Linked DNA regions of Mus musculus: all the other regions are linked to region 4. A link is a contact called in public HiChIP or PLAC-seq, Micro-C and promoter capture Hi-C data. All regions are on one chromosome and are shown on one strand. Each heading gives the region's core, a stretch centred on a gene start, on an enhancer-like site or on the middle of the called end of the contact. The rest is flanking DNA. Distances are from core to core; before and after follow the strand shown.

Region 1 (3,175 bases), core at 112-2,611, 930 kb after region 4:
TGTCAAACAGGTTCTTCTAGAAGCAACAGGCCTAAGAACTGTTGAGGCAGAAATACTCCGGGAAATAGCACTTGCATGACGAGCAACCTGGAAAGAAAAATGCTTTCAATTAGGAAGGCTTTCCGAAAGGGTGACTGAATTCTGCCTTGCTGCTGTCATCCTTTGTTAACGACCCTTTTCCCAACGAAACAGATACCAAATCAAATTAAGAGCATGGGTTGAGTCTACAAGAAAATCATAAGAATAAAGCTTCAAGAATAAAAAATCTCCAAAATTTCAGGAAGGCTAGGCCAGGCTGAGTAGTTGTACCCTCCCCCACCTGGAGCTAACTGCTGCATCATGTAGCCACATCAAGGTTTTTCTCAGAAAAAGTCCCTTCCAGGCTCTCAGTCAAGGAATAGGGTGAAGTTCATGCACTGGGAGTGTTTGGCCCAAGCTCAAGGTTAGTAGTGTTTGCTCAACTTTGATGTCCAACATGGGACAGGAAATTAAGGGCTGAGCCCGGCGATGAGAAAGGAGAGGAGGATGGCTGGCAAGAGGACAGACAGTAGGCTGCTACTAGAGAACAGCAGATACCAAGGCAGAGTCCAGCCTGAGTGTGGGAGTAGAAAGAGGCTCCTGTTACTGTTTTTACTCCCGTTACTTTGTTTATACTCAGACTTAAGTATGAGCCCACAGCCATGTCGAGATGTAGGAAAAACTAAGGTTCAGAAATGTGAAGTCAAGCCAGACAGCACTCCAGAGGCAGAGGCAGTCGGATCTCTGTGAATTCCAGACTAGCCTGAACTACAGAGCGAGTTTCAGGATAGCCAGGGGATACACTGAGAAACCCCGTCTCGAAAAACCACACACACACACACACACACACACACACACACACACACACACACACACACACACACACACACGTGTATCTTGGCCAAGGTCATATTTGGTGACAGATCCTAGAACACAGTAGTCAGCATACTGGCCTCAAAAGTCAGGCCTGGGTGCTTTAGTGAAGAAACAGCAAGGGGACCATCAAGCACAAGGACTTGTTGGAGAGCACATCACCCACGGGGATAGTGTAAAGGCTGTCCTGCGCAGGGGCTAGGGCCTTTCTAGCCGCAGGAGGCCTAGAGGTCCCCGAGCTGAGAACTCCCTCCCATAGGAGCTAGTGGGCAGCAGACCTAAGGGTGCGCGATCCGGTCCTGGAAACAAGTGCGGGCCAGAGTCGCTGTTGTGTCATGCGCCTGCCCAGCTGCCAGCCACTCACCGAGGACCAGAGCAACCTTCCCGCAGCTGCCGCCATCTTCAGAGCACGCAAGAGGCACGATAGGCGGAGATACCGAGGAGTAGCCGGAGCACGCCGGGTGTGCTTCTGCCTGGGGCGTGGCTTCTGCTCCGGGCTTCCCTATGAGGGCGGGGCCTCAGCGAGGCGGGGCTTACGAGGAGTGGGTGGAGGAGGGGTGTGGTTTATGCAAAGAGGCTGGACCTGGGTGTGTGGTTGTGACTTAGGGGAGAAGCCGTAGAACCACTCCTTCCAGCTCAGGGGGAAATTTCCCTTTGACCTCCTGAATACCTGAATGCTTGGATTCCTATTTATGGTACCGACGTATAAAGATCAAATTCAATTTAGGAAGTAGACACTTATTGACATTTCCTGTTGATTTTGTTTCGCTAATTTAGAGTAGTAGAAAGTGTCTGTCTGTGAAAGAATCCAGTTCCCTTTCTATCTCAGGTGGGATCTTCTGCCTTCTGCATTCAGTGGAACAAACTTAGTTATCTGAGTTCTTTAATAAGCTAAGCGACTTAGGGACATCAGAGTTTAGTGTGCTTGAAAACCTTTGATATTGTGTGGGGGCGTTCATTTGGCCTCTCCTCAAAATTGGGATAATTGGGACACATTTTAAATCAATTTATTTGTTAACGCAGATACCAAGTAATGATTGGAGGGCACGGTTTTGAAGTACCACATCAAACACAGAATAAAATTCACATGATAACCACACTAAATGCCATGTCTAAGCTGGTATTTTCCAAGCACTGTTCTGTTACTAATATAGTTTCTCACATCTGCATATTATCTAAATAATATTTTCTTTATGCTAGCTCATTTTAAAGTGCAAATAATCTTATGGGAAAAGAAATGTTAAGTAGGAAATAGTTAAACTTCTACTTATAACAGTATAAATAGAAGGGAATTAAAAATAAACACACTAGTGCAAAATACTGCAAAGTTCCAGCTAGATACAGTTATTTGCTGAAAGTCCGAGTTTTGTTGAAAAGAAAGAGAAGGTGGTCAGAGGCATTCATTTGTAGGTCAGATGATTGAAAGAAACCTAAAAACATTTTGAGTTTCTCATACTGAGATCTGATGTTATTATTTATTTATTTTGCTCTCTACTATATCAGAAATATTCATAAAAGAAAAAAATTATAAATCTAGCTGTCCATGAACCATTAGCTGCTACACAGTGTACCTGTCTTGTGGAGAAAAAAAAAAAGCCTTATACCTAAAGAGACATCTCAACAAGTTCCTCACAGCACTTGCCTTGAACTTAACTGGTACCCAGTGTATGTGTTTGGTGTTCAAGTCTGTGATGGAATATAATTCAGACATAAAAAAGGATGAAGGCTGAGCTTGATGGCTTATACTTGTAATTTCAGCACTTGAGAGGCTGAGGCAGGAGGATAGCCAAGAGTTCAAGGCCAGGCTTTGCTACAGATTAAGATCCACTTGAAACAAAACAAAACTCTGAAGTGTGATAGCACAGGTCACCTTCTTGCCTGTACTTGCTTCTTCTTCTTTTTTTTTTTTTTTAAGATTTATTTTATTATTATTTATTTGTTATATGTAAGTACACTGTAGCTGTCCTCAGACACTCCAGAAGAGGGAGTCAGATCTCGTTAAGGATGGTTGTGAGCCACCATGTGGTTGCTGGGATTTGAACTCCTGACCTTTGGAAGAGCAGTCGGGTGCTCTTACCCACTGAGCCATCTCACCAGCCCCCTACTTGCTTCTTCTTAGTACTGAGGTTACAAGTGTACTCTTACTCATATTACAAATATAGGTAGAATTTGCTTTTGGAGTAGTGAAAACATCATGTGATTAATGGAGCTGAGAATTATAGAACATTAGATAATGGTAGGTTATATCTCTAAGAAACAAACATCTTCAAGAGGTACAGAACCT
Region 2 (3,053 bases), core at 191-2,690, 810 kb after region 4:
GAGAGTAACTTGCAAAAACAAAAAAAAAAAAACCCTCATATTTTGGCGGCTTCCTGCCACTTCCATGGACCCACGCCCATTGTTGGAGCCTCATGGTTTCTTCTGGATTGGTCTGCAGCTACTGATTCATGTTTGGTGACACTATTGAACTGGACTGCTGATATCCTGACAACAAAGGTCGGAATAACTACTTCTAAACAGGTCCATGACCCCCTTGTCCTATTAACCGTTCTTCCTCCCCTACCTTTGGTAGGCTATAAGGTAGCCTGATGTGTTGAAGAACCTTTATTGAAGTAGGTTTGTAAAAAAAAAAAAAAAAAAAAAAATCTAAGCCAAAACATGTGAATGTGACCTACCACCCAAAGAAAACTCACAGCATCAGAGGAGAGGTCTTACCACCTTGCTTCCATTGACACTGTACGGTACAGAGTGGGAAAGCTAGATCAGCCCTCTCCTCTGCAGAGCATTTTCTGACCCTCATCCTAGGTCACATTCCAGAAGAGTCCTCGGTGTCTTTTCCTAGTTTCAAATTATTTTTTGAGGTTGTTGGTGTTTATCACTTTAAGTTGCTTCTTTTCCAGGGAAGAGCAAGACTACTTCTTTCCCTCCTAGTAAGTCCTTTATTTTCCAGGGTTTTACCAAAAAGAGAAAATGTTATCTGTTTCAAAGCATTGAATATGCTGTTTTTCAAGTTCCACAGACCCTAGATTTCCATATAAGCACCCTGAAGAGGAGCTTCACACAAACTGGTCCGTAGTAAGAATTTCTAGCCCAGTTGTAGCCTCCACCTAACCTAAGTAAGTGAACAGCCTACGGCCCCAATTTCTGAACACCTGTTGGACCTGTTTTGATCCTCCACTACTCACTACCATATAAACTATATAAATCGTGAGCTTCCTCCCTGAGCCTCAAAGTTTGTGGGAGGACTTCACCCTGTGGAAAGTGCTCCAGAGCGCTGTGCCAACTGAAGTCACTGGGTCTTTAGCTGGGCTCTGATGGGAGCTAGCGCCTAGCCTTGCCTCCCCCAGCTTTTCTTGCTGATGATGATAAAAAGGAAAGTGGTAGCTTCAAACCATAAACCCGGTCCAGCCAAACCTGCAAGTGGATGCAAGTGCATCCCAGTTGCTTCATTGCGATCTGTGCCATTGGCATCCTCAATACCCCGCAGTGAAAAAAACAAAAACAAAAACCCAAGCTGGGTTACCGGCTGAGGTCTCCACGCTCGTGCAAAAGCAAGCCCCAGCCACCGCCTCATTCAGTCGCTTTCTGCACAGCCATTCCCTCCCAGCAAGCGCCGCCCGCCCCTTCCCCGATCGCCACCAATCAGCGTCCCGACCGGCGCCCGCGGAGTCAGGTCCGCAGCCATTGAGCGCCAGGGCCCGAGGCGGCGCCTCACCCGCCCCCTCGCAGGATGCCAGGCGCCCCGCAGCTGGTGAGGTGGGCGCAGCGCACGGGGCGCAGGAAACGCGCGGGGCTGGAGAAGAGCGCGCGCCCGCCTCCGCTCCGCCTCCGTCCGGGGGCGCGGGCGCAGTGGCCCGGGCGGAGGATCGCAGGGGGCAGGGCCGAGACAGCGAGGAGGGGCACAGGAGAAAGCGGGAGCGATAAAAGGAAGCAAGGCTGCCCTACCCCACGGCAGGCCGGCGGGCAAGCTCCTGCGTCCCTTCCGTCTGGCCCTTGCCGGCGGCGGCGGCGGGGAGGCGCGCGGCCCGCTGCCGGCCCATGGAGGCTTTCCCTTGGGCGCCACGCTCGCCCCGCCGCGCCCGCGCCCCCGCGCCTATGGCGCTCGTGCCCAGCGCCCGCTACGTGAGCGCCTCGGGCCCGGTGCACCCGCAGCCCTTCAGCTCCTGGAACGACTACCTGGGGCTTGCCACGCTCATCACCAGGGCTAGCGACCGCGGCTCCCCGCATGAGGGGCCCGGGCCCACGGCGGCGGGGCCCACGATGGGGCCGCCCGAGGACGATGAAGACGATGACGGCGAAGAGCCGGAGGCCGGGGGCCGCTACCTGGGCGGTGCGTTGGAACTGCGCGCACTAGAGCTGTGTGCCGGCCCCGCTGAGCCCGGGTTGCTGGAGGAGCGCTTCGCTGAGCTGAACCCGTTTGCAGGGCGCGCCGCCGCGGTTCTGCTGGGCTGCGCGCCCACCGCCTCCACCACCGCCGCCGCCGCATCCACGGCCGAAGTGACGCCGCGCGAAGAGCCAAGCCCTGCGTGGGCTGCCGAGCCTCGTCTGCACGCGGCTTCCGGGGCGACCGCCGCACGTCTGCTGAAACCGGAGCTTCAGGTGTGTGTGTTTTGCCGGAACAACAAGGAGGCGGTGGCGCTCTACACCACACACATCCTCAAGGGCCCGGACGGCCGGGTGCTGTGCCCGGTCTTGCGCCGCTACACGTGCCCCCTGTGCGGCGCCAGCGGCGACAACGCACATACCATCAAGTATTGCCCGCTCTCCAAAGTGCCACCGCCCACCGTCCGCCCGCCGCCGCGCAGCAACAGGGACAGCCTGCCCAGCAAGAAGCTGCGCTAGGAGCGGGCTGCATCAAGCTGTGTACACCTGAAACCTGCGCTCCTCTCCCTTGCCTCAATTTGGGAAGTCGTCTTGATTTTACGGAAGCCGCAGGAGCGCAGCACTTTCTTGTGGAGTGGTCGGTCTCTGACGTTGAAATCTTGAATTTTGTCCCTAGTTTCTAAAACGCGCATCCAGAACGGTGAGGGCTGAGCGGGTGTACCACCGGTTGAGTTGCGGTGAATGAGGCGCTGTTTACTGTATACGTCGGCCTAGTTTAGGTGCGCAACCGTATGAAATTGTCTCTCATCTTGGATGTTTCGTTTTATGAATGGAGGCACTTTATAACGTCTAAAGTATTTTTAATAGCCTCTGAACTGAGTGTAAAACTAACAATTGTATGGAATGTCGGCAAAATGACTTTTATTGTTTGATGCAATTAATTTATTTTAGTTTGTCATTCTAATTGCAGGTAAAGCAACTTAGTGCACTTCCCAGTATTGAGAGGGTGTTCTTCCTCGTGGCTTGTTTCTGTCCTAGATGGGAGGCTT
Region 3 (3,086 bases), core at 208-2,707, 850 kb after region 4:
TACTAGAGGTATTGGGTGACCCACAGTGCATTATTATTCTACTCCAGACTGCTTCCTAACCACAAAAAATATTAATGTATGTAACCAACACATCTTCATTCCTGAAAATTATCAGCAGTATTCTTTTATTATAAGTTTTGAGTCAAATGGCCTTTTCACAAAATGTAACTTCCACTTCTAACAAGCTTGCCAAACAAAAACCTGCAACATACATGGTTTATTTTTCCAGTTTGGACTGGAAGGGTTGAAAAGGGCACAAATACTGAATTATCAGGTTTTATTTTAAAAAATAAAAAGCAATTTTTAAAGGTCAGATCAGATATGCGCACACGAGTTTTCCACGACACAATGTCAGAGATCCGGGCAAGTCTTTCCTGCAAGCACTAGGCTTAATTAAGCACACGTATGGAAATAGAAATAGCACTCAGTGGCTCTGCGGTGGAGGAAAAACAAAAAAACAAAAAACAAAAAGCTGATCTGGATATCAAGAGACCTTGGTCTTAGTTTTCTGACACTCCCAAGTGACCTTGGGGAAATCACTCTTTCTAGGGCTTGTCTGGGTAGATCATTTTTAAATCCCTAAAGAATACTAACTTTACTGGATTCGAAATACTTTCGAAATGACCCTCATCATTTCGGGGGGTGGGGGGGAGGACACCACAGGAAACAAGTTAATGGAGCAGAGGCCTGAAGTGCAAACTAGTAGTGAGGGAAGTAGACCCTGACCCAGAAGGCCTCCGCGTGGGATCAGGAACCAGACGTGCCCGAGAGGTGGAGTGAAGGTAGACTAGCCGGCTCCCGACCCCGGCGGGAGGTGGAGCGGAGGTTCTCGCGTGCATTGTCCCCGGGAGGGAGCCATGTTTCCTCCTCCCGGCACTCCCAGATGGCGGCAGGGAGCGCGGGGCTTCCCAAGCAGCCCGCGGGTTTGAAAAGCCAGCAGAAGGCCGATCGTAGCGAAGAATCGCAAGACCCGAGAGTCCTGACCCGCTGGGCCGTGGCCCTGCGACGCAAGCCTCGGGCGGCAGCCACTCAACACACACCAGAGCGACGGTTCCTGATCCGCGCCTTCCGCCGCGGCCCGCTTGAGTAGGGAGGCCGTGCGCAGACGCGGCCCGGTGGCGGCGGCCGTGACCACTGGCCTCCACAGCCCGGGCTGCGGGCAGCAGGCGGAGGCCCTCGAAACTCCCAGGCCTCGGGCCGGCCCTGCGCGGCGCGACCCGCTGCCTTACTCACCGTTGGCGCGCTTGAGGGCATTTTCCGGCCTCTGGAAATAGGCCGGCATCTTGACGGTACGCTCAGTTCACCCGGCGTCAGCGAACTCCCTAGTGGCCTGGACCGGGAGAGAAGGCGGAGGGGAACTAGCGCGAGCTTCCACGCGCCTCGCCAGCAGATGCCCGCGCCCAGCCGGCCAGAGACGGAAAGGAAGGAACCACGTGATTCCCTCGCGGCGGCAGCGCCGCCGCCCGAGCCCCGGATGTAGGAGGCAGGCCTTTGCGCATGTTCCGCCTTTCTCCGCGCGCAGGCGCGCTGGCGTCTCGAGCGCGGGCTGACGTGGCGCTGGGTGCCGAGCAGCGCGAGCTGTGGTGTTCTTTGGTTGCGGGAGGGAACCTTCGGGACCGTTTTCTCCGACCACCTCTGCCCCCCGCGGACACAGAGTGGGAAAGGGAAATTTGCGGTCTGATCTGCGACGAGAAAAGGCAGTGTCTACACAGTCATAGCCAAAATGACGTGCGCGGAAGCAGGCCGCGTTAGGGTCGCATCGCCTCTGCCGGGACCTCTCCTGGAAAGGTTGAAAATACTGAACGGAAGTGCTGACCCCGTATCGCTGGCCAGTGGTGTTCATCCCTGAAAAATAGGTCACCAGTCACTTGATTGACAAGGAAGGGGAGGGAACAAACGAATAATAAACAGAGTTATTTGGTATCCTCCTAGGGTTAGTGTCCCAAGGATTCCCGAAAGAAGGGGAGTAGAAGACCCAGGAACCTGGCTTGTATATTTGAAAATACGCGAGTGTCATCGATTTTTACATACAGCTCACGTCACAAACAAATATAAGAAATGTGTTGGTGAAGAAATGGCTTATTGCAAGCCATGTCTTTTATTGCTACCTAACAAATGTAGTGTTCACAGATTAATTACTATGCTTAGAGCTTGAAAGCCATTTAAACCGCGTCGAATTATTAGGCTCTTGGTAGGAAATTAACTTGAGTTCAGGGCTGTGGCTGTACAGTGGCTGAGCGCTCCTCTAGCACACACAGGGGCCTCCATAATCCCTGGCACCACACAAAGGTTCAGAGAAAATTCAGGAAGAAAAGAATAAATTATTGTAAGTTTATTACATATTTTACAATAGTATGGGACATGTGAGTTAATGAGATACTGTGTCAATGAATGAGGAAACCTTAAAAAATAAATAAAACCTGAGCGTGGTGAGAATCTACGCCTTTGGCCTTTGATCCCAGCACTCAGGAGGCAGAGTCAGGCAGATCCCTGTTAGTTCCAGGCCAGCCTGGTCTATACAGGGAGTTCTATAGACCAAAGCTACACAGAGGAAAACCTTTCTCGAAAAACAAATTAATGAGAAATATTTTAAAGCTATTTAAAGGTCTGAAGAGATACTAATCTTGCAGAGCACTCTAGTTCAGCCACATCAGACTGCTCATAACCACCTATAACTCTAGTTTTGGAGTATCTATCATCTCTGGCTTACCCAACACTTGCATTCACATGAACATACCCACTCAAAGATACAGGGCACACTAAAAACAATAAAAAATATGTTAAAGTTCATTTCAAGAGTTCTTCCTCCAGAATGCTTAGACCATGCTAAATCATGAACTTTCACCTTCCAAAACAAGTACCCGGACAGGATTGGTGTAAAAGAGCATCCAGTATTTACAAGCTTTACCAACTGTTTTATGGGCATGATCAAAGGGTTTCTTTGTGTATATTATAGTTAAGTCAAATTTTAAAAGCCAAACATAAAGAGCAAATAGTTCTTTCATGCAGTTTTTAATTACATAAAAATTACTTCATAGGCTAAAGAAAGACTCAAGCAGTAAAATAAAAAGAAACTTGGCCTAAAT
Region 4 (3,377 bases), core at 722-3,221:
AACTTCTTCTCCTCCCCCCATCCTCATTGAATATTTACCTATTTTTTTTCTTCTTGCATTTCTAGTATTTTTTCTTACATACACTAAATCTTAGGTAAAGACTTTATTCAAAACAAAAACAATTCTTATTAAATGAAGTTTGCTGGCAGGTTTTACAAAGGAAATAAAGACAGATAAAAGATCACTATACTTGTAAGAAATTAATGTGAGCTTAAAGTTATCATTGCAAAAATAGTGCTCTAAAGGGTAGGTAGATGAACATGCATCAGGACTGGGTTTTGTTCTTTTTTTTTTTTAAGCTACTTGGGAAAAGTGCAGTCCTCTGATGAGTTCCCTCAGCCCTCTTTTCACAAACTCCAGCCATCTCAATGAGCCTTCAGGCCCATTACAAGCTCTGCGTGTAAGGTAAGCGTGTACAAGCATGTAAGCTAAAAGCAGGACAGCAGACCTACCTTTCCAAAGATGCTACTTGTTTCAACTTAGCACATAACATCCTAGTGTTGATTTGAATTTTGATTTCTTAAATTAAGTATATCTAACTTAGGCTAGAAAGTTCAATTTCAAAAGCCATGTTTTCATCGAAGAAGTCATTAAATCACTGCATCACAAGACTGTAATCACTGTCTCTGATCTTACACAACAGCTTTGCTGAACTAATTCTTCAGTAAACAATAGCTCCACTATACTGTAAATTCAAAGGGAAAATGTCAGTGGGCTCAAGACTGAAGATGTCTGTGCAGACTTCCAAAACTTTTGTTCTTTTAACAACTTTCTACCCTATCAAGAAGTACTGACCCTGAAAACTGGTGGAGCAAAAATAAGGCCAACTGTTTCCAATGCTGAAATAAAGAGTTCTAAACCTAGTAACTTATCTTTTGACACCCTTTACTAGTAATTTATTTTTTTAACAGTGCTCAACAAACATAGACCTAATGGTACGCATATATTTAATTTTCTGGTTTTCTAGTTCATGCTCTAGGCCTCTTATAAAAAGTATTAAAACCCAGTGCAAAATATTCCACTAAGAGCTCTTAACCTCACACAGAAATGAGAAAAAAAAATGGTTTACTAATCACTCCATTAAAAAAAAAATCAGAGTAAAGGCTATTTCCCTTCAAAGTCATGCAAAGAGAAGTGCTTAATACTGGATCCTATTTCAATCCCAAAGACCAATGCCTCAAATATACTATGTTCAAGAACAGTAAATCCATATATCTTTAAGTACCCAAAATTCAAAATAAATTATATAACTTACTCTGTTTTCCTTCTTTGTTTGTCCTCAAAGATGTCATTGAGATTGATTGCCACCTGCCCTAAAAACTTATCCAGTCCCACCAGGGACCTGTGCATCACTATAAGAAAAAGAATGTATTTCTCCGGACTACCCTGCATGAGCAACCCAGGCAGCTCAAAGGAGGCCTCCTCCTTCCAGACCGGCTCCAGGGTTTTCTCTGCTACAGATGTAGAATACTTCTCTTTGCCCAACTGAATTATGGTGTATGTGTCATTGGTACCACTTTTGCCTTTTGGCTTCAGATCTTTAGCTTGGAGCACTGTGACCTGCACGTGGGTTGGAAACCACTTTTGGGCTTGCTCAGACAGCATCATTCTGGGTTTTTTGTTTTGTTTTGTTTTTCGGTTTTGTTTTTTGTTGTTGTTGTTTTGTTTTCTCTGCGCAGAGTTCAGAAGCGCAGGCAGAGCCCCTCCCGCGGGGAGAGCCCCGTACCCTGATCACTGCATCCTTAAGAGCACTTCAGTGAGCTGGGCAGTCAGGGCTGCCGCGAGGTCCCTAAGGGCTGCTGTCAGGAGGACCGGTAGGGAGGCCGCCGCCGCTGCTGGGGTCCCTTTCTTCCGTAGAAGCACAGGGGCCCACATCACCTCCGCGCCTTCCGGGCCTCCGCGCGCAGCCCCGCGCCCCGCTTCGCCGCTATCCTGAAACCTGCGCCCCTAGGGCCCGGCCTCCGCCCCGCGCGGCCCGGCTCCTCCTCCGACCCGGCTGATACGAACCGTCGACGGCCGTGGGGCCTGGCTCCCTCCGCCCGCCCGCGCGGCCTCGCCTCGGCTCCTCCCCCCCAAGAGTGGCGCAGGCCTGGGCGAGCGGGGCGGAAGCGGCCGACCTGGACCGGTGTCGGAGGGACGCGGAGCGCGGGTGGCAAACCGAGGCCGGGCGGTGTCACCGGGTGAGGCCTGGCCAGCAACCCGCGGCTCCTAGCGCCCGGCGCGCGGCGGCCGCGCCACTTCCGGGTTGGCCGTCTCCATGTTGAGTGGGGCTGCGCGAGGGGCGGGGCCGGGCGGGGTTGGGGGTCAGCGCCTCCCTGGTTGCCTTGACGACGGGGCGCGCGGTGCGGGACGCGGAGGCTGGGATGCGCGCGCTGGACGGTGGGTGCTGAGGTTCCAACCTGTCGGTTGCAGCGGGCTGGGGAACTGTGAGCCCGCAGAGGCCGACAAGGGGTTCTGGGAGGCGGCACTGGGCCCTATACACCGCCCGCTATTGGGAGAGAACCGGTTTCCATCTTGGAAGGCAGAAATCTGTTCCAGCTGTGTGTTCAGTCCTAGCTGGGCGCTGGTGTCCTTTAATGGTGGTAGTTCTTCTTGAGTGACAGTTCAGACTTCGTCCAACCGTTCTCCATCGTCTTGAAGAGGAAACCTTCAACTGACTAAAGGGACCTCCTCCTGAGCACAGACCAAAAGCAAAGGATGCAGATAGATTCCAAAGCTTAATAAAGATTCTCTTGCTTAATAAAGATTCCCTTGCTTAATAAAGATCATAGACGCTTTGGGATGGCGTCAGAAGACCAGGCCCCCATGCCTGCCACCATAATTCTACGGAACTATTTAGTCTTTTTTCCCCCTTTCTAAGTTGTGTGTATGGCGTCCAAGTCAAAAGCATTCCCTGAGCGCTCACTGTCAAGTCCTCCAGGAATCCAAACCCCAACTTCATGGCCAGAGAGGACAGGAGTACTGTCTCTGCTTTTCAGTCTCAGGAGATGCATACTACCTCTGTTGACTTTATTTCTGTCCATGTCTGCCTAGGAAAATTCTGAAGCTCTTTGGACTGCACTTCCTGGCAGCACATCCAACCTGCGGCCAACAATAGCTATGAATGAGGCCAAACCCAACCTTAAATGCTATGAGAGTATTTAACTGCATTGTGCTTTTCTTCAGGGAGAACTTTGCAGACAGACAACAGCTCTCCAAGCAATGTCAAAAGATTAGACATCCCTGAAGGACTTTAGAGAACTAAGCATTAAACAGACATGCTAACCAATCTGTTGACTGACTAAATGCTTTTCTCCCTTTATGGGACTAATTTTGAGAATAAATATGATAGATAGGAATGTGCTTTATCCAACTTAAAATGGTCATAAACTGTAAGG
Region 5 (3,311 bases), core at 578-3,077, 1.0 Mb before region 4:
GCAGTACTGAACAAGACACACAAACCCTGTCCTCATGGGACATAGAGGACAGTGGGTTAGAGAGCGAAGAACCCATTGCATAGTGGTCTCAGCCCAAATACTTCCAGTCTTCCATTAAAATATTAAATGAGGGCTGGGGTTATAGCTCAGCTGGTGAAGTGCTTGCCTGGCATGCATGAAGACCAGGGTTCTACCCCTAGCACTGCGTTAACTAGGCACGGTTGCTCACGCCTGTTAACTCAGAACTCCAGAGATAGAAGCAGAAGGGTCAGAAGTTCAAAGTCAGCCTCCACTACACAGCCAGTCTGAGGCCATCCTAAGATACATAAAACCAAGTCACAAACTAGAAAAAAAAAAAAAAAAGGAAAAGAAAATTAAATGAGGTCTGGAGATATAGTTCAGTGGCTGCATCCAGGTGGTAGGCCCAGAGATTCATGCTGAGCACAGAAGAATGAAAAAGAAGAAAGTCAAATGGGTCAGCCCTAAAAGATGAGGGCTCACGTCTGTGGTCCAGGTTTCAAGTGGGCAAGGAGATCAGTAGAAAGAGCAGTCTGCTGGGGGGGTGAGAATGTGAAGCACAGCTTTTCTTAAGACACAAAACTCAACCTTCACAGGATGGGCGAAGGAGGTACCTTCCACAGGAGGCGGGTTGGTATGAGGACGGCCACACCCAGGAATAAAAGCAATGGCAACATTGTGGGCTCGTTTTTAAACAAAGGTGCACTAAAATCCCAGCTGTGAGCGCTCAGCTCTGCGATGGACAAGGAGATGACTAAGTCTCTGCTTCCACCATCCAAGGACTTGCAGCCAGCCAGAGGGGAGGGCAAGTGTGTGATGACCCATCACACCACAGAAAGGAAATCGTCCTCAAAGAGAGTCCAGAGCAGGGAGGAATGGGTCTCGGTTATATAAGCGTACTTACAGAATCAGGTATTTTATCCACCTACATCCAACAGTACATTTATGGAAAACAACTGTTCCCAAATGCCTCTTCGCACTCGGGGTTATTTTAAGTGATTGTCCAGCGGACAGAGCAGGTAAGATTACGTTTTCCAGATGAGCAATGAAGGCACAAGTCTTTTAAGCAACCTGCTTTCTGTTGGGAACATAAAACAGGCAACAATAAAAAAAAAAAAACACGAAAACACCCTGTCTGTCTCGGCCCACTCCTATCCATTACTTGGATCGTCCTGCACCATCCAAGTAACGAGCACAGAAATAAGTTCTATCATTGCGTCTGGTACCTAACTGTCACAGTAAACAGGCAGCCCGCTGCTACAGACCATGACCCAAGGACTTTCTCATGGGCTGCGTTTTGCATGGCCTCCACCTCGCCCTGGGTCTCTCCAAAGCATCATCAGTCTTACTTCCTACACTGGGTTTCACTCTCAGTAATCTCCCCCAAAGGGAGCTTTCTGAGAGAGAGCATCACGAGGCGTGCAGCAAGCACAGTGCGTGGGTTGGAAGGGATGCATGCCCAGGACCTCCACGGCTCAGGAAGGGCACCCTGGGCTCTTGCATCCCTCTCCCTCGTTAACTGCAAGAGTTGAAGTGGCGGGTACCGCTCCCCAGCTTCTGCAAAACGAACTCAAACAATCGTTAAATGCCTCCCCGTCTGCAAAACTGTCCGAGGAACAGTGACAAACGGGGACGAGAGAGCACTAAGAGCGAAGCATTGAAGAAAGGCGAAGTGCGGACGGGACAACGATGGGTCCCGAACGGAAAGCTTGAGTCTCGGTCCACCAAGGGAAGGAAGCCTCGCGAGATCTAGGGGTCGTGATCTCGTTGCGTTGCCTAGCGACAAAAGGACGCTGGCGGGCCCCCTGGCAAAACCCCGCTGTAGCCCTAAGTCTCCTACCATGGGAGATGAAGACGGCGGCCGCAGAGGCGGGATCACTAGGGACCTGCAGAAGCTGAAGCAGCAGGCGATGGCGTACTACCAGGAGAACGACGTCCCGCGCAAGCTGGAAGATCTGCTCAACTCCACCTTCTACCTCCAGCCTGCGGATGTCTACGGGCACCTGGTAGGGACGCGCGGGGAGCTCCCTCCTCCCTCTGGCCCACGCTGCGGCAGCGCGATGCGTCTGCGCCTGCGCAACGGAGTCGCGCCTGCGCGCTGCTGGGCAGAAGGGTTAGGGGATGCCCAGCTGAGAGCAGGGCGAGCGTGCTGCGCGGGGAGGATGCGGAGAGTTGACAAGAGGACCCTGAATGGGTCTGTAGCTCAGGTCTGCTCCGAGACTGGCGAGCTTCTTTTCTATCCAAGGAGCTCACCTGCCGTTGGTTTTCTAAACCACAGACCTGACGCTGAACTTACCTTACCTGCGGGCGGGGACGCAAGCTGGACCACGAAACGAATGCCAGGGACTTGGCTGCAGCCCACCCCGGGTCCCATTCCTTTGGCTTCCACTCCCCCCTGATGTCTCAGATTCCAAGTCTAAGCTCCCAGGTGTGAAAACCTCACGCACCCTGCATTGGCTAGGTACCCAACGTCTCGGGCCAGTGACTGCCAAAATGCAGATTTCACTCGGAGGCCCTTCTCCGTTGTTGACTGAGTGTCCTTGAGCTCTCCTAGGGCCATCCTACAGTAATCCTTTGAGTTACCTAATGGTTGGCTGCTGAGGAGGGGGATTCCTGTGCATCAGATGTGACTTGGAAAGGAGTTGGGGTACCTACCACTCGTTGTCTTCGTCTCTAAAAGCTCTGCAAGATTTAAAACAAACAAACAACCCTCCCTTTTTTAAATAAAGAACTTGGGCCTCAGGGCTTTAACTAGTACCCCCACCCTCACCCCTACCCCTGCACTGTGGGACAAAGGGACAATTATAGACTTTTTGTGGAATAGGTGAGTGAAGGCCTTATAAAGATTTCAATCCCTCTCTCTCTTGCTGAAGGAACTGTTAACTCGTTGTCTAAAAGGACACCTCACCCTGTCTCTTCCTAGTCTGTTAGGCAGCCTGGCACTGGTTTGTACAGCTCTTTGGGAACTCCCATACCTTAGTTAGGGGCGGCCCCATTTGCTTTCTATCCTTTGCTACAACATTCTGACCAAAAGCAACTTAGGAACTTGTTTATTTGGTTTACATTTCCATGCCACAGCCCATCACTGAGGGAAGTCTGGGCAGGAAATGCAGCAGAGGCTATAGGAAGAAAAAAAATGCTGCCTACTGGTTTGCTTCTCATGGCTTGCTCAGCCTGCTTTCTTGGACAACCCTGGTCAACCTGCCCAAGGGTGTCAGCGCCCATAGTAGGCACAGCGCTCAGAAGTCAATCTTGGATCCCTTCCAAGTGATTTCTGCTCTGCCACTTAAAGG
Region 6 (3,020 bases), core at 31-2,530, 600 kb before region 4:
GAGGCACTCACTGACTGGCCAGGGACAAGGCGCTCAGGCCTCCAGCTCCCTGTGCTGCCTTGGCAGCACGGGAAGTGCCCACTACCCGCCTTTCTTTGCTTGGGGGCCTCAGTCCAGGTGGAAGCAAACTGCAGGCCAGGGTCGTGCTGGGAATCTGCCTTGGCCCTTCCCTGGCTAACCTCCCCCGGGTAGCCTCGGCTCCCCTGACCCTCCTCTCACCTGATCTTGTAACTGGGCAGGGTGTGCTTGCGCTTGATGATCTTCTTGAGCTGGTTGACGATGATGGAGGTGAGCTGGGGCATGGGCCGCCCCTCGAACTGGGAGCGCACCTCGAAGTCAATCAGCGGGTCCTCCACGAAGGAGAAGAACCAGTGGGTGAAGGGCACGCGGGTGAGGACGAAGCGCAGCCTCCCCACCACGCGAGACAGCTTCACGAACAGGTAGGCGGACTTGCCAAACACCAGGTCCACGTCGATGGCCAGGTGGAAACCGCCGTTGTACTCCACCTCCGCTTCAAAGGCCAGCTCCTCCGGGCAGGTGGCGGGCAGCGCGTCCCCGTCGGGGTCGTCGGGCTCGCCGGTGCCCGAGGCCACCACGGGCCGCACCAGCCGGATGGTCTTGATGAAGGGCACCGTGTCGCCCAGGAACACGTCGCGCAGACTCAGCCCCTCCAGCAGGCGGCCGGCCGTCTTGGTCTGCAGCAGCTCCTCGAACTCCACCTTGATCTTCTTGGTGACCCAGCGGCGGGCGAGCGCGGTGTCCCGCAGCTCCCGGAACAGGAACAGGATGGTGGCGTTGAGGAAGTAGCAGGTCTCCAGCGTCGGCGGGGCCGGGCTGTCGGGGGTCGGGGTCGAGCTGGCGCCGGCCTCGGAGGAGCAAGCAGCGAGCTCCTCGGCGCCGCCGCCATAAAGGTACTCCCTGAGGGGCAGGCCCGGCACCGGCTTAAGGTAGCGGAAGCCGTCGCCCGCGCGGGCCGCTTCGTCCGCCCGCGGCTCGGGCTGTCTGCGGTAGAGTAGCAGGAACTGTGCGAGCAGCGTGAGGAACGAGCCCAGCACGGCCGACGCCAGGATCAGGAGCAGCAGCCCCATCCCGCCGCCCCCGCCGCAACCCTCGGCCTGCTCCCGCGCTCTCCGCGCCGCCCTCCTCCTCACGCCGTCGCCCCCGCCGCCTCCATCTTGAGGACATCGGTCGCGGATGAGCGGCTCCCTGGGCCCGAACCGAGCGTCCGCAGTCCGACGCTGCCTGGCGGCGCCTTAGCCCGCCGCGGCCCCGCGCCTCCTCAGACGCTCCCCCGGGGGCGGCCCGAGCGGCGGACCGGCGGCGGGCGAGGGCGGGAACGGCGCCTCCCCACAGAGCCTGCGCTCATTGGGCGAGCGGCGCGTGACGTCAGAGCGTGCGCGCCCCCGGCGCCGGGCGCCCCGGCGCGCTTGGACGCGGGTCCTTTCCCACCTCTCGGCGCGCTTCCAGCGCCGCTCCCCCCACGCCCCTGCATTCCTGCCGCCGGCGGCGCGGCGATCCGTGCGTCCGTCGTCTCCGGAGGGCGCGAGATAACGGAAGGAGACCTGGATAAGTCGGGCTGACGGGGCCCGGCGCGGCCGTCCGTTATTCCGCGCCCATCCCCCGCGGCGGCCGTGGGTCCTGCCGGATACCTCTGTGGCGACCGCCCAGCATCCCTCAGTGTGTTGCTGCCTCCCCTGCAGGGCAGCGCCGCAGAGAGCCTGAGCACAGGCGGTTGGGACACTGCCCGAGCCGGCCAGAGGACAGACTGCATCAGGGATTGCCATCGCTAGCCCGCACAGACCGGCAGACCTGCATCCGCAGAGAATGGGCCCCGAGAAGGGACCAAGCGGAACCGCGAGAAGGGGACTAACTTTCCTACCTTGGGGATTTCAATTTAAGTGAGAAAGAAGTTTATTTGAGGTCTGGGAGGAGTGGGTGAGCTGAGTGAATTTGCCAGCATATTGGAAGGTGTCTTAGCGACTCCATTCAGATTGTTCACGCCCCCCTCCTCCCTTCTTTCCTCTCTGAGGGCATTATCCGGAGTCCATCCCTCAGGCCATTACTTTTAGTGCCTACCAATTTCACAGAATAACCCGTGGTACCCGTGGCATAGTAAAGAAATTGCTTAGGGGTCACATCGTGGGATCCTAAGTCCTTGGTTTCTACTTGGCATAATAACACGGAGGATGCTGGAGGTTTTTTTTGGGGGGGGGGGTTGTTTGTTTGTTTGTTTTTCGAGACAGGGTTTCTCTGTGTAGCCCTGGCTGTCCTGGAATTCACTGTGTAGACCATGCTGGCCTCGAACTCAGAAATCCACCTGCCTCTGCCTCCCAAGTGCTGAGATTAAAGGCGTATGCCGCCACCGCTCAGCTTAGCTTTTTGGTTTTGAAAATAAAAAATAATAAAAATTTAAAAAGCCGATCAGGGATCAGGTCCCAGTTGCTCCATAAAGGAGAGTTGGAGATGCAGAGACTGGGAAAAGTGGAAGATTTTGCAGAGGGTACCAATAGAGCCAGAAGCCTTTGTGTTCCCTGGCAACGGTGTTTCCTCTGGTGCTTTCTGACTACTCAGTTGTTACATCACAGTTTTTATCTGTCCTCACCGACACAACTTGTCTAGTCCTAGGGAGGTCAGGTATTCCGCTACTAAAACCCTCGTGGATTCAGGCTGGCTCTTGAGACATCAGTACAGGGATCCTTTCTAGTCTTGACTGGGTGATTGGAGCCTTAAACCAGAGTTCTGACCCAGCTGAGCCAAGTATAGAACTTTGGAAGCAAATTGATAATGTAATGAAATCTTATCAACCAGATTGACTGAGAAACACCTAGGGAGGCCTAAATGTGTGTCTGGGAGTGTCTTTGAGGGCATTTGCCCAAATGATTTAGGGCCTGAGGACTGGCTTAAGGAATGGATGTTTTATGGGTTCATAATATGATGATGGCATTATTGGAAGGTTGTGAAAGCAGGGAGGGAGGACCTGGCTGGAAGAAGCGGGTCAGTAGGGCAGTGTCCTTGGGGAT
Region 7 (3,349 bases), core at 707-3,206, 640 kb after region 4:
ACCTTTAAGTGTGGCAAATTCTTTTGCTCTGAGCTTAGCTGATGACGACTTCTGCTCTTAATGTTCATTTCTTAACTCATCAAAGAAAGTCTACTTAAGCATTAATCCAAACTGTCTTCAGCATTTAAGGTAAATCACACTGCAACTATAAAGTCTAGTTTCACAACTTAATCAACATACAAACTGCATTGTGTAAATGACTGTCATGTGTATGTCTAACAGGGAATAATCATAAACAAAAGTTCCTTTCTACACCCACACCAAAGTGTCTGCCTAAAGCAGTATCTTGAAGGCAAATAAGTAATGTGTGCTAGTCCCATAAATACTTTTTTCTAAGGTTGTGACTATCTGCATCAGGACAAAAAAAAATTTCAACAGCTAGGTGGGCAATTACTGTTATAGCTTAATAAAACTTAACTAGAAATAAAATCTCCAGTTACATTAGGAGATGCCATTCTAAATTTGCAGCTAACAAGGACCTGGCCACCACGTTCCTTTTACACTGTCACCACCACTCTGAACTAAAAAGCACTACTACCTTATTCTTTACCTAGCTATGGAAGCACACTGCCTGATTGTGAACATTTTGGGGTCAGTTTTTATCTTCTATCTGCAAGTGAATTTCAAGGCAGACCGCTAAAAAGTTCAACCTGCGGTAGGATCCTGGTTACAGTCACTTGCTGAACCGCTTCTCTGGAACGTGATTTTACACATCAACTTCAAAGACTTGTAGCAGTTCCCACTACATAGTAGAAGTAACTAAGAATTCCCTGACAGGATGCAAAAACTCACAGAGAACAAAGAGTTGCTAGAGACCAACGTTCAGAAGCCCGATTTGCTAAAAGTACAGCGGCAAAGAATACAAGAACACATTTCTTTGCTCTCTGGTTGAAAAAAAAAGACGAAAGGCCTCTAACGAAATTCAAGACCGCCTTACTTTTCCCTCTCGCTCTGTAAGGTGAAACTTTGAAGGGGACACCCTAGAGAAGAGCTTACTAATGTTGAGAGATGATCAGGAGTATTAAAGATCTTTTCTAAAGCATAAGCTGAGGCTGCGCAGGTGTAACAGGCAACACTGGCTGGCTGGCCGGATACTGGCCGCAGACACCGAATCAGGGTGGGAGGGTTAAGAGAAGGAAAGAGAACTAAGCCTGGAACAAAGGAAGTGGAGTTACTCTCAGGGCGGGGGGATTCCACGAGCTGGTGTGGAGAAGCCTGGCTGGGGGGTGGGGGTGGGGTCGTGGAGGAGGGACAGACTCACGGAACTTGGAGGTGGAGGTGTTGATGTTGATAGTGGAGCTGGAGGTGGGGGCAGGGGCCGTCTTGGCCACCGCGGCGGCTGCGTCGCAGCTCTTCAACATCATGATCACCCCGTTTGGTTCCGGCAAGGGCGGAGGCCCCATCGGGAGCCCTTCCTTAGGACCCTTCCTCTCCATGGAGCCCGCGTGCACAGCCAGCAGCTGTCCCCCCGGGAGTTCTCGGCCTGGATCCGGGATGGACGACGAGGGCCGCGGCGGCGGCGGCGGGGGCAGCGGCGGGGCCGGCGGAGGCTGGCGGAAACTGTCCGCGGCGGCCTCCCAGTTGTTGTGATTCTGGTCGTCCATCATTGCCTCGTAGGTGAGCATTTCCTCCTCCTCCATGCTCTCCTCCATCCCGCCGGGCCGCGGCTTCCCAGGCACCTGCCCGCCCACCTCAGCCCCCGGGCCTGGGAGCGCAGAAGCCGCCTCGAGTTCACATCGCCCGGAGCCCTCGCGGGTGCGGCGGAAAATCCAGTGGCGCACCGAGCGCTTTCGCCCTCCGTCAAGACGACTCCGCCGGAGGAACCGCTGACTGAGGTGGGCACTCCCGGGGTCTGGTTCTGAGAGGCAGCCGCAAAGGGCTGACGTCCCTCACGACATTTTACAGCAGTTTCTTCTGGCCTTTGGAAAGGGCTCTGGGGGAGCGGCCAGGAAGGCACGTGATGCGAGGGACGGCCTGGAGAAAGCTGGGCGAAAAGGGGGCGGGAGCTATGAGTCACCTCAAGGCGAATGCACCCAGCGGCGCGATTCCCTCTCCCTCCCCTCCCCACTCCCCCCTCCCCATCAGTTTAGACCAGGTGTCCAGACCCGGATTCGCTGGCCCCGCCCCCGGCCGACATTACGTGATAAAGGACTTTGGTCTGCGCACGCGCATTCTCTAACTTGTTGCCACAACTAGTCTGGGTGTGCCCGAGAGTGGACCCAAAAACGGCGCACCAACGCTCTTATGTTTAACAGCCCCCTTCCCTTTTCTTTTTTAGTCTTTTCGTCTTTTCTTTTTTCTTTTTGTACTCCAAACTGGGCTCCAACTAACTCCAAGCAGTCCTCTTTCCTCAGCCTTCTGAGTGTCCCTTCATACCCCATGCTGGCTAACCTTTCCATAGTGAGGGTCCCCCACCGACACAGGCTTTTTGCCACCCAGACCTTGACCTCGCAGCCTGAGCCTTTGCTTGGGGAATGAAAGGACAGTGTGGCAGTAGGCCCTGGGTACAGACTCCAAAGGGTAGACTGTTGGTGTGTGCCGTTTTTTAGCCCTAGGTATCCCAAACTAAGAAGGACAGAATATTGATTCAGAAATTGCACAATATACATTCCTTCCCAGAGTATGTGAAACATTTACAAAAGATAAACATACTGTGTCTCTAAGCAAGTGTCTCTGCATGTCTGAGGACTGACATAACCACATTCTCTGACCACTGTGCAGTTAGAAACTATTAGGGTTCTCTAGAGTCACAGAACTTATGGAATGTCTCTATGTATTAAGAGAAATTATTGGGATGAATGACAGTCTGCAGTCCAGCTAACTTAGCAATGGCCAGCTGTGATGGGGAGCTCTAAGAATCTAAGTAGTTGCTCAATCCCACCAGGCTAAGTCAGCTGGTCTTCTGTATAAACTAGAATCCTGAAGAAATAGGTTCCAACAGATGTGTTGGCAAGTGCAAGCAGGCAAAGAATGAATGCTTTTTCCATTGTCCTTATGTAGACCTCCAGCAGAAGGTGCGGCCCAGATTAAAGATGTGTACCACCATGCCTGGACCTAAGCTTTTGTTTAATGGAACTTGCTCTGTCTCAGGCTGGGCTTGAACTCAGAGATATGCTTGCCTCTGTCTCCTGGGATTAAATGTGTATACCATCTTGTCTGGGCCTAAGCTTTTCCTGGGCACTGTGCCTCAAGTTCTAGATCAAAAGTGTGTGTCATCCCATGTCAAGACCTGGGTGTCTTCCAGCTTCAAGATCGGGATTGCAGGTGTTCCCTCCATTTCTGGATTGTAGTTCATTCCAGGTGTAGTCAAATTGACAAACCAGAAATAGCCATCACAGAAACCATTAAC

What was found. Promoter capture Hi-C pulls out the DNA fragments that hold promoters and counts their contacts. A called contact is a pair of places that touch in the nucleus more often than the background predicts. HiChIP or PLAC-seq counts read pairs in DNA pulled down with a chosen protein or histone mark.
Region 1: a promoter capture Hi-C map of pre-B cells shows a contact between it and region 4, with 4 times the contacts expected there. The contact joins the promoter of Prdx3 here to the promoter of Rab11fip2 in region 4. A contact is called at or near these places in 2 of 39 promoter capture datasets (liver and pre-B cells), 1 of 484 Hi-C or Micro-C datasets (CD4 T cells) and 1 of 115 datasets of contacts at active chromatin or transcription factors (thymic regulatory T cells).
Region 2: a contact with region 4 is called in an H3K27ac HiChIP or PLAC-seq map of microglia, with 8 times the contacts expected there. The contact joins the promoter of Nanos1 here to the promoter of Rab11fip2 in region 4. A contact is called at or near these places in 2 of 39 promoter capture datasets (liver and pre-B cells) and 1 of 115 datasets of contacts at active chromatin or transcription factors (microglia).
Region 3: a promoter capture Hi-C map of pre-B cells shows a contact between it and region 4, with 4 times the contacts expected there. The contact joins the promoter of Eif3a here to the promoter of Rab11fip2 in region 4. A contact is called at or near these places in 2 of 39 promoter capture datasets (liver and pre-B cells) and 2 of 484 Hi-C or Micro-C datasets (CD4 T cells and pre-B cells).
Region 5: a contact with region 4 is called in a promoter capture Hi-C map of liver, with 2.6 times the contacts expected there. The contact joins the promoter of Eno4 here to the promoter of Rab11fip2 in region 4. A contact is called at or near these places in 1 of 39 promoter capture datasets (liver), 3 of 484 Hi-C or Micro-C datasets (CD4 T cells, CD8 T cells and LSK cells) and 1 of 9 other capture datasets (adipose tissue).
Region 6: a Micro-C map of embryonic stem cells shows a contact between it and region 4, with 8 times the contacts expected there. The contact joins the promoter of Pdzd8 here to the promoter of Rab11fip2 in region 4. A contact is called at or near these places in 8 of 39 promoter capture datasets (the 3T3-L1 cell line, cranial neural crest, fetal liver and 5 more), 10 of 484 Hi-C or Micro-C datasets (the AML12 cell line, CD4 T cells, CD8 T cells and 4 more), 7 of 115 datasets of contacts at active chromatin or transcription factors (astrocytes, bone marrow-derived macrophages, effector CD8 T cells and 4 more) and 3 of 9 other capture datasets (adipose tissue, embryonic stem cells and pancreatic islet).
Region 7: a contact with region 4 is called in a promoter capture Hi-C map of pre-B cells, with 5 times the contacts expected there. The contact joins the promoter of Cacul1 here to the promoter of Rab11fip2 in region 4. A contact is called at or near these places in 10 of 39 promoter capture datasets (HPC-7-derived erythroid cells, embryonic stem cells, erythroid cells and 6 more), 4 of 484 Hi-C or Micro-C datasets (embryonic stem cells, granulocyte-monocyte progenitors, myocytes and 1 more), 4 of 115 datasets of contacts at active chromatin or transcription factors (embryonic stem cells, extraembryonic endoderm stem cells, memory CD8 T cells and 1 more) and 1 of 9 other capture datasets (liver).

The regions. Positions count from the first base shown.
Region 1 is chr19:60,873,177-60,876,351 of GRCm38.p6, forward strand. It overlaps Prdx3 (peroxiredoxin 3), which reads right to left and starts at 1,362. Exons shown (of 7, transcript NM_007452.2): 1 at 1,256-1,362; 2 at 1-87. The coding sequence starts at 1,291.
Region 2 is chr19:60,754,547-60,757,599 of GRCm38.p6, forward strand. It overlaps Nanos1 (nanos C2HC-type zinc finger 1), which reads left to right and starts at 1,441. Exons shown (of 1, transcript NM_178421.3): 1 at 1,441-3,053. The coding sequence starts at 1,720. The coding sequence ends at 2,523.
Region 3 is chr19:60,789,236-60,792,321 of GRCm38.p6, forward strand. It overlaps Eif3a (eukaryotic translation initiation factor 3, subunit A), which reads right to left and starts at 1,458. Exons shown (of 22, transcript NM_010123.3): 1 at 1,234-1,458. The coding sequence starts at 1,282.
Region 4 is chr19:59,941,393-59,944,769 of GRCm38.p6, forward strand. It overlaps Rab11fip2 (RAB11 family interacting protein 2 (class I)), which reads right to left and starts at 1,972. Exons shown (of 6, transcript NM_001033172.3): 1 at 1,256-1,972. The coding sequence starts at 1,608.
Region 5 is chr19:58,941,598-58,944,908 of GRCm38.p6, forward strand. Eno4 (enolase 4) reads left to right here and starts at 1,828. Exons shown (of 14, transcript NM_178689.4): 1 at 1,828-2,024. The coding sequence starts at 1,860. It also overlaps a transcript of Hspa12a not described here.
Region 6 is chr19:59,344,500-59,347,519 of GRCm38.p6, forward strand. Pdzd8 (PDZ domain containing 8) reads right to left here and starts at 1,281. Exons shown (of 5, transcript NM_001033222.3): 1 at 220-1,281. The coding sequence starts at 1,088.
Region 7 is chr19:60,579,067-60,582,415 of GRCm38.p6, forward strand. It overlaps Cacul1 (CDK2 associated, cullin domain 1), which reads right to left and starts at 1,957. Exons shown (of 9, transcript NM_030197.2): 1 at 1,262-1,957. The coding sequence starts at 1,652.